Linked DNA regions of Mus musculus: region 1 is linked to region 2. The links are chromatin contacts, called in public Hi-C maps. All regions are on one chromosome and are shown on one strand. The core of a region is the stretch at or near the end of the contact, and the rest is flanking DNA. Distances in the headings are between cores, read along the strand shown. Region 1 overlaps Dnah17 (dynein, axonemal, heavy chain 17). Region 2 overlaps Gm11725 (a long non-coding RNA gene).

Evidence for each region. Hi-C and Micro-C count contacts between places; a contact is called where the count stands out from the background.
Region 1: a contact with region 2 is called in a Hi-C map of bone marrow-derived macrophages, with 36 read pairs. The contact joins two enhancer-like sites. A contact is called at or near these places in 3 of 15 datasets of contacts at CTCF or cohesin (embryonic stem cells and large pre-B cells), 34 of 484 Hi-C or Micro-C datasets (the AML12 cell line, the AtT-20 cell line, B cells and 19 more), 4 of 115 datasets of contacts at active chromatin or transcription factors (embryonic stem cells and pancreatic cancer cells) and 3 of 9 other capture datasets (adipose tissue, liver and pancreatic islet).

The regions. Positions count from the first base shown.
Region 1 is chr11:118,082,273-118,088,654 of GRCm38.p6, reverse strand. Dnah17 (dynein, axonemal, heavy chain 17) reads left to right here. Exons shown (of 81, transcript NM_001167746.1): 35 at 365-525; 36 at 1,586-1,742; 37 at 2,483-2,587; 38 at 5,673-5,830; 39 at 6,216-6,354. Among named protein-coding and RNA genes, the nearest start is that of Dnah17, 44 kb to the left of the region's middle. Within about 2 kb of position 4,669, at least 5 of the 459 cell types and tissues checked have an H3K27ac peak or open chromatin away from gene starts, as enhancers often do. A contact at or near this core is called in bone marrow-derived macrophages, where this site is marked.
Region 2 is chr11:117,909,616-117,916,332 of GRCm38.p6, reverse strand. It overlaps Gm11725 (a long non-coding RNA gene), which reads right to left. Exons shown (of 3, transcript XR_001780380.2): 3 at 5,824-6,717. Among named protein-coding and RNA genes, the nearest start is that of Tha1, 39 kb to the right of the region's middle. Within about 2 kb of position 3,417, at least 63 of the 459 cell types and tissues checked have an H3K27ac peak or open chromatin away from gene starts, as enhancers often do. A contact at or near this core is called in bone marrow-derived macrophages, where this site is marked.

The DNA of each region.
Region 1 (6,382 bases), core at 3,420-5,919, 170 kb before region 2:
GACCTTAAATGTGGCCCCTCAGGTGCCATCCACCTTCCTTTTTGGAGACAGGCTCTCATATTGGCCTGGAACTCAGGCCCAGCCCCCACACTCCACACCCCACACTCCACACCCCACTCCCACCTCATCTTCACTTCCTCAGCCCTGGAATTGCAAGCACCTGCTGTCACTGGATGACTGTCACACCACATGGGTTCTGAAGATTGAACTCAACAAGTTGTTTGCTGCCTGGGCCAGCCCCCAACCCTGGAAGCCCCTATCTGTAGCAGGCTGCGGCCAGGGGTATTGAAAGAGTCATGTACCCGACTGAGGGGAGAGCCCCCGGGACCGGCCTGGAGCCAAGACCCCTGGGTTTCTGCTGCAGGTGGAGAGTTCGCAGGCCTTCACCTGGCAGTCGCAGCTTCGACACCGCTGGGACGAGGAAAAGAAGCACTGCTTCGCCAACATCTGTGACGCTCAGATCAAATACTCCTACGAGTACCTGGGCAACACACCTCGGCTGGTCATCACCCCACTCACAGATAGGTGGGGACCACCTACAGCCCGATGCCCTACCCCCTCCCCCACAGACCCCCCTCCCACTCCACCCCCCACCCTGGCTCTGCAGCTAGAAAAGCCCACGTTCATTTGGTGGGGAGGTCCTGTGTTGTAGAAGTTTGTAATCCTGACCTGGAGTTTCTACCCTGCTTTTGACCATTTAGTTCCCGGATAAAAGACACATATGACCGACCTTTATATTTACAATAAGCCTTAAACAGCACAAGAGCTGGGCAGATACCTACCCTCTATGCTGTTAGAATCTACTTTCCTATGGATAACCCTGAGTTGTTACATAGTAATGTTTCATCTGGGCTGTTCTTAACTCCAATTGGTCAGCCCTCAGGGCCACCTTTTTTATGGTTCACCTAACCCATAGTGGCCTCAGCCGCTGCCGCCTCCTCCTCCTCTTCCTCCTCCTCCCTCCCCCTCCCTCTCCCTCCCTCCTCCTCCTCCTATTCATCTACTCTGACCCCCAAACCTGGAAAACCTAAACCCCACCTATGTCTCTTCTACCCAGCTATTGGCTGTTGGCATCTTTATTTACCAATCAGAAATAACTTGGGGCCAGGTCACAGATCTACATGCAGACTTCAGGTCTTGGGGGCCAGGCAGGAGCCCTGCTTTAGGCTGAGCTCTTGGTCCTTCACTGGCTGTGTCCCCAAGGAGTGGCTTCACCTCCCTGAGGTCTGCAGAACAGGGAGAGAGCTACAGGAGCCCTCATGAGTGTGCAGGGACTGAATCAATTACAAGATAATAAAACCACTCAGCCCAGAGGCTGCCCAAGACACCCTCAGCATGTGTCTGACGAGTCCCCAGAGTCCGTCCCCCAAACCCACAGGAGGGCCATGTCTTGCACCCACCCCTGTCCCTCAGCACAGTGACCACCCCCCCCCACCCACACACACACATGCACACATACACACCAGCTCTGACTTTGGTCTCTGGGCCCAAGTGAGTACAGCGGCCCCACAGTAAGCCGAGCAGAGCACAGTGGGGTGTGGGTCACAGGGTCACAGTGCCCCAGGTCAATCAAGGTCCTCTGTAGGTGCTACATCACGCTCACGCAGTCCCTCCACCTGATCATGGGCGGAGCCCCTGCAGGCCCTGCTGGCACGGGCAAGACGGAGACAACCAAGGACCTGGGCAGAGCCCTGGGCACCATGGTGTATGTCTTCAACTGCTCAGAGCAGATGGACTACAAGGTATGTGGCCAGGGCTGCGGGTCCCCACCCAAGAGCATGTACACCCAGAGTACCCACTAGCACTTGTGGAGGTAGAGGTCCCGGCAGTTCCATGACTGTCCCCTATGAATAGAGACACACACACAGGTAGGAGTACCTGATTGGCGTTCAGTGTGGGGTTAGGGTGAAAGTAGTGGCCACCGGGTGAACTCTGAAGGGGACAAGGACAGGTCCATCAGCTGCAGGGTCATGTCTTCTCAGAGGACTAAACAGGAGGGGAGGGACTCTGACAGTAACAGTCCCAGCATAAAAGGGAGGAGTTGGGGCGCCCTCCCGTTGGACGAGCCCCACAGCCTAGTGGTCCCATCCTGAGACTGAGGACAGTGGCCAAGACCCCTGCTGACTGAAGGTCATACCAGCGTGTCCCCCTCAGGGGCCCTAGAAAAGTGAAGTCTATTGATCCTAGAAGGACTTCTGTGTGAACTCCATGGGTGTGTTGCTGACCCTGCAGGGGACAAAATGGCATAGTCACACGAAAAGATCTTCCTGGAGCCCCAGCCCACCTCAGAGGATCCCTTCCTCCATGTGCATAAAATGAGAAGACAGGGGTAGGGATTGGGGGATTTCTTAACTTGATGTTCGCTTAGAAAAAACGCTGGGACCCTGCGGGTCAGGTGTACAAGGGCGCTGTCTCCAGACACCTGCTTCCTGCAGGCCTCTGGGGGCCACTCCCTCTCTCTGATCTGACTTTCCCTTTGTAGTCCTGTGGAAACATCTACAAGGGCCTGGCACAGACGGGAGCCTGGGGTTGCTTTGATGAGTTTAACCGGATCTCGGTGGAGGTCTTGTCTGTGATTGCTGTACAGGTAGGGCCCTTCTGCTTAGTCTCTGGGTCAGTGGGGGACCCGGAGTTGTGCCCAGTTTTCCTGGCATCTCAGTCACCAGAGACCCTCCTGTCTGACCACCCCAACAGCCAAGCACTGGGCAGGGAGGTGACACAGTGAGGCCTCAGATGCCCTGCCCTGGCTCCCAGGGGCCCTTACACACAGAGGGGACAGTAAGGGTCCCATACAGGGAGGTATAACTGATTCGGCCTGGGGATGCTAACGTAGAGAGCTACTTTGGGTGTGGTAGCTCATGCCTATAACTCCTGCCACTTTGTGATATGAACCCAGGAGGATTGCCACAAGTTCAAGGCCAGCCTGGTCTATAGAACAACCTCTAGGTTAGTCAGGACTATAGATTAAGACTTTGTTTTGTAAGACAGAGAAGGGGAGAGAGAGAATATTTGATAACCCTTAGTTGGCTTTGAGATTGTACTGTTTGGCAGCAAACTAGACCAAAATGGTACAGAATGTCCAACGACCCTCCCTCTGCCTGCCACCCACACACACACACACCCACACCCACACCCACACACCCACACCCCCACACCCCCACACCCACACCCACCCCCACCCACCCCCCAGCAGGCTGTATTTATAGTCTCAAGGAAAGGAAGTGCAGAATACAGACAGCTGGATTGATCACAGCTGCTCTGCCTTATCTGAACATGGTTTGAACAGTTGGCTGCCTGCAACCGGCTGGAACTCAGCTGTGGGCTTCAAGAACTAAGTTACAATATCTCCATGCATCGGTTGGCGTTCACTAGATAATCCATGTAGGGAGAAACCCTTCCCCAAGCTGGAGCTCTGTGCAGAGGTGGCCTCAGGCCAGTCAGGTGAACTTGACAGAAGAGAATGAAGCACTCTGGGCTTTGAAGAACACGGCAGTATCTCAGTATAAACTAACCAGCCAGAGCGGATGGGGAAGGAGTGGTTGTGTGTCCAGGGAATTCCCTAACCCGGCACAGAACAGCAATGGGGAATCCAAGGCAAAGGGGGTACAGGGTGGGGGCCATGTCAACACCCCAAGCTTTTAAACTCACCCGCAGGGCTCTGTGTTTCAAACAGGAGCCCCAGCAGTCCTGGTGCCCGACAGACTGGATAGACAACGGGCTCTGAGGTCCTCCAAGGCTGGCCTCCAATCTCAGATCAGCTTGAGACCCCACCTGCAGAGCCCTAGGCCAAGGCCCGACTTTGGAGGTCCTCACGAACCAGGCCTAGCCGCTTGCCCCAAACCCAGACAGTAAAAAAAAGGAATGATGGATAATGGGGAAAGGAAGATGGTACGGGTCAGGGGAGTGTTAGCAAGAGTTCCAAGGCTACACAGGAAGGGTGCTGGGTACACACACCTAAGCACTAGTGCGCAGTGATGTTCCTAGCATAGAAGTGACCACCAAAGAGAGTCTAAGAAAGGTTGAGGTGACCAGTTCTCAATCTGCTGTCCCTTACCGACCTGTTCACCCAGAGCTAAGTCAGTACATTGTAGCGGAAGCAACATTGTAGCAGAAACAGCTGCTACTCTTGCTAGAATTTCAGTAGGAAAAACCAGTAGGGGTGGGGGTGAGGGCAGGGCTCCTGAACACCCAGGTGGTGAGGAGATACAGGGGTGAGAGGACCCACAGGCTGGGGAAACCTCACCTCTAGAGCTCTCATCAGCCCCCCTCCCACTCCCCAATCTGAGAAGGGCCAACTGAGTTTGCCAAGGTGATAGCCACGCCTCCACCCTATCCTCCCAGGGTCAGTCACACACCTCTGACTCTCTGACTCAGTATTCACTCCCAAGTCATGGGACGAACCCTAGGATGTTCCACGGCACCTGTTTGATGATCTGAATATTTGTGGACACAAAAGAACAGGGACCAAAATGCTAGGAAGGTCCTAGCAGCAGGAGATGCTCCCAAATTCTTGCCCTCTAGTCCTGCCCAGGTGTGAGCCCTGTGGGCTAGAGACTGGGCGGAAAACCCAGCATCACCCAGAGTCACCTACCAAGTCCAGGCGAGCAAGATTTGGGCTAGGGGGAAAAAAAAAATCCCATGGCTGAGAGATTTCAGTCACGAGCCTGGAGCGCCCCCCAGTGGTGATCTTACAGTTTGCCGCTACCTTCCTTTGGTTCCTCTAAAATCCCAAGCAGAGACCAGATTTCTCCGTCCTGGTAAGCAGGAGATGGCCCCAGAGACTCTTGGATGCAGAGTGGCTACTAATAGGACTCTTATGGGTTCTTGTCAGAGAGTTGACAGAATTTAGCCAGGGTCACGGCCAGAGGACACTCCTGAGACAAAAGCCCAGCTGAGGTCGGCTGTATAACACCACGAACAACAAGATCACAGCGGTGGAGGGCAGAAGTCAAGGGCAATGACAGAGTGAAGGCCACTGCTAATTCACAGCCACCACACTCTGTAACTGGCGCGGGGGCTTGGGGGTGGGCCGACAACCCAGCCAATAAAATGCTTACCACACAAACCCACCGGCCTGAGCTCAGCTCCTAAAACCCAAATAAAAAGCCAGATGTGGGCACTGGAGAGATGGCTTTGGGGTTAAGGGCACCAGTTTCTTTCTGAGGACCTGAGTTTGCTTCCTGACACCCATGCCAGGTGGCTCCCAGCTCCAGGGGATTCCGCAGCCTCTGTGGCCTCATCAGGCAGCCAAACACACGGGCATACAGACACAAGCACACACATAAATCTTTTCCTTAAGGGGGGGGGAGCCAGATGCTGCCAGGTCTTTAATCCCAGAACTCAGAAGGCAGGGGCAGATGAGTCTCTGTGAACTCAAGACCAGCCAGGACTACATAGTGAGGGCCTGTTTCAAAACACAAAGCCAGATGCCAGATGTGTAATTCCAGCACCGTGGAGGGGGAGACAGAAGGATCCCTGGGGCGCTCTGACCAGCCAGTCAGTTGGTGAGTTCCGAATTCAACGAGAGACCCTGTCTCAAAAAAGTGTAGAGCAATAGAGGAAGACACTGTTGCTGTCTGGATTTCGCATATGTTCATACCCACACATATGTGCACACATTTGCACACACAAATGGTTACATTTTAATGTGTGTGTGTGTACCAACTGTCTAGGTAAAGTGTGTCCAAGATGCAATTCGGGCCAAGAAAAAGAAGTTTAACTTCCTGGGAGAGATAATAAGCCTTGTCCCCACCGTGGGCATCTTTATCACCATGAATCCTGGCTACGCAGGGCGCACGGAGCTGCCGGAGAACTTGAAGGCCCTATTCAGGTGACAGAGGAGGGATCCGGCAGTGTCCCAGGCTGAGGAGTTAGTGGAGGAGGTGGAAGACCCCAAGGCTAGCAGCTCCCAAGATGGAGTAGGGGTAACAGGACAGCAGGCAGGTCCTGGGGCTCCCCAAGTGGGGGAGGGGGGCGCGGTCCACAGCCGAGACACTGGCTATTCTGCTTAAGGAGTCTCAGAGGAGTCGGAGCAGGCGTGGGGCCTGGAGCTTCCTGAGCTGGGTGTGTGGATGGATGGGGGAGGCTGGAACCCGGCTTCATGTACCCTGAAGGTTGACTGGCAGGGACACGTGGCCCAGGGGAAGAGGGGCGGCTGGCTGATGAGGAGCCAGGGAGGTGAAAGCGGGAGAGACAGCTGCTCGGTCACCTCTCAGGCCCTGTGCCATGGTGGTCCCTGACTTCGAGTTGATTTGTGAGATCATGCTTGTGGCCGAGGGCTTCCTGGATGCTCGCCTCCTGGCCCGGAAGTTCATCACCCTCTACACCCTGTGCAAAGAGCTGCTCTCTAAGCAGGTGTGGTGTGTTCTCCCAGCCCCTAGGG
Region 2 (6,717 bases), core at 2,168-4,667:
GAACCTAGAGGCAGGAACAGAAGCAGAGGCCATGGAGGAGTGCTGTGTATTGGCTTGCTCTCCATGACTTGTTCATCTTGCTTATGTAAGGAATTACAGCTCCCAGGCCCACCTGTCCAGGGGTGGCGTTGCCCTCAGGAAGATGCTCAGCCTGATGTAGGCAGCCCCTCAGCTGAGGGCGCCTTTCCCCATATGATCCTATTTTGCGCAAGCCGATTAAGAACCAGGTTACTGCATGGCTCTCTTAGGCTCTGCCCCAAGGTCACCTTGTCAGAGAGGCCTGGGTGGGCCACAGGAAACAGGCTCTCAACACTGGATTATTCCCATCCTGTTGTGACGTGAGAATGTTTTCTTTCTCTCCCTTCCCCAAAGATCATAGACAAGATCTATCTTAGCCACCTTGCCGTCCCTGACAGGATTGACTGAACTCTCAAACTGTGAGCCAGCAGACCCCTCTTCCTGTAAGATGCTTCTAATGGGTCTTTGGTCGGAGTGGTAGAGAATAACGAATACAGTATATTCGGGTACCTCGCCACAGGAGAACTCTCTGGAAGGTAGAATAGTCACATGGTGCCCTGTGTGGGTATAGAAGCTTGGAGGCTGGAGGTTAGGGGAGAAGGCTCTACTTTCCACATTGCCCCTATCTGTAGGGCTTATGTTGAGCAATAAGGTTGGAGAGGTGGCTTGGTGGCTAGAAGTGCTGGCTATGCCTCCAGAGGACTTAGGTTCAATTCTTAGCACCCACATAGTGTGGCTCACAACCATCTCTATCTTCAGTCCCAGGGGATCTGGCGCCCTCTTCTGACATGTACAGGTACTGCATGCAAGTGATGCATATGCATGCTTCCAGGCAAAACATCCACACACATAAAGTAATTTAAAAAATGAAGGCATAAGCTGGGCTGGAGAGATGGCTCATCAGTTAAGAGCACTAACTGCTCTTCCAAAGGTCCTGAGTTCAAATCCCAGCAACCACATGGTGGCTCAGAACCACCCATAATGAGATCTGAAGCCCTCTTCTGCTGCATCTGAAGACTGCTACATTGTACTTAGATATAATAATAAACAAATCTTTAAAAAAAAAAAGAGCACTTGCTGCTCCTGCAGAGCACCTGGGTCAGTGACCAGCTCCCCCATCAGGCAGCTCTCTCCCACCTGCCTGTAACTCCAGCTCCAGGGCATCAGATACCTTCTTCTGGTTTCTGTGAGCACACACATAAAAATAAATCTTAGGGGGTTTGTTTGTTTGTTTGTTTGTTTGTTTGTTTTGGATCTTTTGAGACAGGGCTTGTCTGTGTAGCCCTGCCTGTCCTGGAACTCATCCTGGTCTGCCCTGCTCAGAGCTCAGAGTTTGCTGGCTACTGGAGAACAGGCACTAAGCCTTGGCTTTTGTTATTGTTGTTGAGTCAATCTTAAAAAAAAAAAAAAAAAAAAAAAAAAAGAGTAGACATTCGTAGTCACAGGACAAAGGTTCCTCTGATGGTGTCAGGCCAGGCTCATGTTGGGAGGAAGAAGCCTCATCAGGAAGTGGGTAAGTTCCAGGTGAGGTATCCCTTAAGTGTGGTGGAGGAGCACGTGAGGATTAGGGAGGAGTCTGAGCAAGGGAAGCCGAGCTGGCAGCCGCTGCAGTCATGACCCTTTGAAGTTCATCTGGACAAACCACAGTCCTGGGCGTGCTGTCTCCAGACTGCGTTAGATAAGGGGGCCCAGCCTGGCCAGCCTGCAGGCAGGAGGCTCACGCCCATGTACCTTCTGCAGCCGCCCATCACTGGCTTCGACGCCCTCGTCTGAGGGACGCTTCAGTGGACCCAAGTGGACCTCGAGGGGCCACAGCTAGGCTCTGGCTTCAGTTTCCCTGCTGGCTGGGACACTGCCTGTTCCCAGAACACTCTCTGCCCCAGAGGCCGTTCACCCTGGGTAGGGGCCCAGGATAAAAGATGCCACCCGAGCTATCCCTTTGATGGTGGCATCAGCTACTGCCAGGGTGAGCTGGTGATGGGGCGGGGATGGAGGTCACTTCTGCTCAGAGGCCTGTAGCCTTCTGCCCATGTTCGAGCCAAAGCCCAGCTAGGAGGCCTCAAGCCCCGGTTGCAGGGAGTCCTTCTAGTTGAGAGGCCCTGTGCTCAGCAGACCCTGGGCTGACTGGCCTGAAGAGCATGCTGAGAGGAGAACCCCACTCTTGTGACTGTGAATGGAGTAAGGGGAGCGGCCAGCCCAGGGGCTGAACGAGGACCACCATGTGTGCCCCTGCTGAGGGGCAGCTTAGGGCTAAGGCGGGATGCTAGGGGCAATGCCAGTCCCCTCGGCCTCCAAGTCTGTGCTTCTTCCTCCCTGAAGGCAGCCAGTTGTGCCTGATGCTACAGGGCCTGAGAAAAAGACAGGCTGGACATGGTGGCACACGCCTTTAATCCCAGCACTTGGGAGGCAGAGGCAGGCGGATTTCTGAGTTCGAGGCATGCTGGGCTACAGAGTGAGTTCCAGGACAGCCAGGGCTACACAGAGAAACCCTGTCTTGAAAAACAAACAAACAAAAAAGACAGAAGCACACGGGACTGCTGTGTGTGTGTGTGGCTGAGTGGACTGTGCAAACAGTGGGACCCTTAAAAAAAAAAAAGTAAGAATTTGATAGAACATTAAACGGGACATGAGGCGTGTCTGTGTTCATGGGCTCATGCATTCTTGGGTCACCAGTACCAGAAACCCATCCTGAAGTAAAGAAAAAGCACAAAGAAAGTACTGTATAGCCATGTGTAAACTCACAATACACATGCACAAAAGCTCTGAGGCCACCATGTGTAAACTCATAATACACACAAAGGCCCAGTGGCCACTATGTGTAAACTCATAATACACACAAAGGCCCTGTGGCCACCATGTGTAAATACACAATACACACAAAGGCCCTGTGGCCACCTGGCACTCACATGGCAGGTGGCGGAGTTGGACTCTAAAGGCAGACCTGCCAGGTCCTCCCTGAAGGGCCGGCCCATTAGACCTGACAGTCTGAGGAACTGCCCCTTCCTAAGAGGCAGGGTTTCTTGACACTGTGGTACCCAAGACCCAACTCCCTGTTACCCAAGTTTGAAGTCTGGTTCTGTCTAGTCATTCTCTGGGGCCCCATTTCTTTATCTGTATATTATTATCTCTATTTACTACTGAGTTATTTCTCATGACTCATACGCAACACGTAGAGTAGCCCAGCCACATAAATGGCCTGGGTGGTGCTCCCCAACCCCCTCCATGGTCTCACTGTGGGCCTCCGTTTGCTCTCCTGGGGTTACCTCCTGCACTGACTTACCTCCACCTAAAGAAAGCCAAACCACCCAGCAGTGAGTATAGATCTGGGGCCATCTTCCTTCCACATCCACGCTTCCAAGTGGAAGGAAACACAGCCTACAGCTCCGGCCTTTGCTGAGGGCCACTGCGCTGCAAAGGGCTCCCTCTAGCGGTGCGAAGCTGCTCCCCTGGGCCCTAGCTCACCCTGGGGAGGAAGTGGGAAGCAGCTGGAATCCAGCTCTTTCTCCCCTGGGCGGTGTGGCAGGGTCTTAAGGCTCTCAGCTTCTGGCCCGTGTGTGGAGACGCCTGTAGACTCGCCTTTGTCTTTTCAATCCTTTGAGCAGCAGACCTGGATCAATGCAGCAGCAAGAGTAGAGGCTCCAAGAAGAGAAGCTGCCAGTTCGCGGCTGTCTGCGGGGGAGGGGGAGAGAGGATGGGGGCGGGGGGCGGTTCCAGGCCTGCAGCACAGACCACCCACAGTTCGAGGCTCTTACAGATGGCAGAAAGGGGGGGCATGGAAACCTACAGCTTCCCCCCCCCCCCACACAGGGTTTCTCTGTATAGCCCTGGCTGTCCAGGAATTCACTTGTAGACCAGGTTGGCCTCGAACTCAGAAATCCGCCTGCCTCTGCCTCCCCAGTGCTGGGATTAAAGGCGTGCGCCACCAGCCTACAGCCTTGAAGTACAGACAGAGAGAAGAGGGTGGAGGAAGGGGTGCATGGGTAGGTACTTTGGGTGGGCGTGTCGGCTGCGGGGGTGGGAGGTGAGTGACCACTCTAGAGAACTCTGAAACACTTTTCCTCTTTGGGGTTTTGAGACAATGTCTTGTTGTGTGACCCTGCCTGGCCTAGAACTCACTACAGAGCTCAGCTTAGCCTTGAACTCCATGCAGTCCTCAAGGGCTTAAAGAATAGGTATGCCCTCCATTCTCTGCTCTCCCCAGCCACTTGGCTGACACGGAATTCACTCTGTAGAACAGGTTAGCCTGGAACAGTCTATGTAGACCAGGCTAGCCTCAAACTCATAGCAATACTGTGGCATCGACCTCCTGGTGCTGGGATTCCAGGCAGTGTACCACTCCTGACCCCAGGCCTGCTTTCCTCTTCCTTTGTTGCTTGCACTCACCCCTATGTCTCCCTGTGCCACCTGTGTCCCCCTGTACCCCCTATATAGCTGAGAATGACCTTGAACTTCTGACCCCACCCCACCCCCGACTTCCACTTCCTGGGTGGCAGGATTTCAGGCTTAAGCCACCGCTGCCACATTTATGTGATCCTAGGGGTGGAACCCAGGGCTCCATGCACACTAGGCAAGCATTCTGCCCGCTGAACTCCCAGCCTCCAAAACCTTTTAGGACATGTTTTCCCTGTGCAGCCCTGGCTGTCCTGGAACTCACTCTGCAAACCAGGCTGGCCTTGAACTCAGAGATGTACCTGCCTCCGGACTGTTGGGATTAAATTCATGTGCCACCACGCCAAACCCTTCTTAAGGACAGACTCCTAGGGCCCTTTGCAGCCCGCTGCTTGGGCTGGTCTGGAGGGGAGCCTAGGCACCTGCATTCATACAGACAGCGAGTGAGGCTGATACACAAAAGCCTCCTCAGCTCCTGTGACATCCATTGCCACCTAGGAGCATACAAGCCGGGCCCCAGGGCCTGGACCTTGAGTTATGAGGGCCAAGGATACCCCTGTTTATATGACACACACCTGGGATTCTGAGAGGGATACAGCATTGGGAAGGAGGAGCCCCAGGATCAACAGTGCAAGCAAGGAACAGGCACGGACCCTGGTGACCTCCACCAACCCCATGTATTCAGGAAAGGACACACCTGTCCTCGCCAGCTCTGAGCAAAGTCTGGATGGCACTCACTGTCACCCCCGCCCCTGCCACAGCAGCTGTGCACCCATGTAGCCCCCACACTCCCTGACCACTGGTGTCTGAATGACCCGTCCAGTCCATGGGATCCTCGTGAGCTGAGCCCAGGTCCTACCTATTTTGTGCTTTTCTCACTGGGATGAACACTGACCAGAAGGGACTGGGGAGGAAAGGGCCACTCTGGAGACGGAAGCCGTGTCCCGTACATGCTAGGTGACCGCTCTGTCACTGTCATATCCCAGCTCTCTTTTTGTTTGTTTTGAGATTAGCTCTCACTATGTAGCCCAGGCTGGCCTCAAACTCATGAATCAACTGCACCAACCTTTTGAACACTGCAGCTGTTTGTTGCTGGTGTTTTCAGACAGGGTCTCATGTAGCCCAGGCTGGCCTTGTACTCCTCCTGCCTGGACTTCGCATGTGCTGGGATTACAGGTGTACACTATCATGTCCAGGGTATGAAGTGTGATGGTCTAACCTAGCACTTCACAGCTGTGCTACACCCCAGTACTTGCTGTCTGTGAGGGCTCTGATCTCTTCTTTTTTTTTTTTTTTTTTTAAAGATTTATTTATTTATTATATGTAAGTGCACTGTCGCTGTCTTCAGACACTCCAGAAGAGGGAGTCAGATCTCATTACGGGTGGTTGTGAGCCACCATGTGGTTGCTGGGATTTGAACTCAGGACCTTCGGAAGAGCAGTCGGGTGCTCTTACCCGCTGAGCCATCTTTCCAGCCCTGATCTCTTCTTAGGACCTTGTGTAAACCCGGTTTCCTTCTTCTTGTCTTTGAATACCATCCCACTTGGTTAGAACCTCAACTGTGGGGGGGGGGGCATAGTTCTGTCTATAATCAGTGTCAGTAAAATTCTATTCTGGGGTTTGGGGGGGGACATAAACAATGCCCACCCTTCCTCCTAACAACAAATCCAGGCACAATTCCTCTAACATTCACTCGGGGGAACCAATGGCTTTATCAGACTTTCTTACGGAGCATGGGTGATTGATTGATTGATTGATTACAGGAGTGATTGTTGCCCTCGACCCTCTCAAAGGGCCACACCAGAAAATCTCTACCCAGCAGGGAAAACTTTCCCATCAATGGCTGAGTAGATAGAACCCTCCTCCCTAGTCTTCCCAGCCTCCATACCCTAACCCCTCTCCTAAGATCAGCAGGTGTTATGGAGAGACTGTCTGCTTAGGCGAGGGCCTCCTGACCCTTCCCGACTCTGTGAGCAAGCCCAGCCAGGATGGTCTTTTCGATCTGAACGCCCAAAGAGATACTGTGGAGTCAGAGGACAGACCTACCAAGAGGCCATGGCCAGCTGTGCCCAGCCCCAGGTCCTTTCTCATCCTCCGGAGTTAAGTTGCTACCTCCTGTCCTCCAGAGTCTCTAGCCTTGTGTGACTGGCAGCTGCTGCCCCGAGGTTGCCTCATGCCTCTCCCAAGAGTCCCTTGTCCCCCGTCCCGTTTCTCCTCAGGATGGGAGGCATCGCAAATGACCCCCAAGGAAGAGGCGGCATGGGATTGTGTCAGGTCTCCCCAGTCACCAGCTCTGCCAGGAAGTGGCTG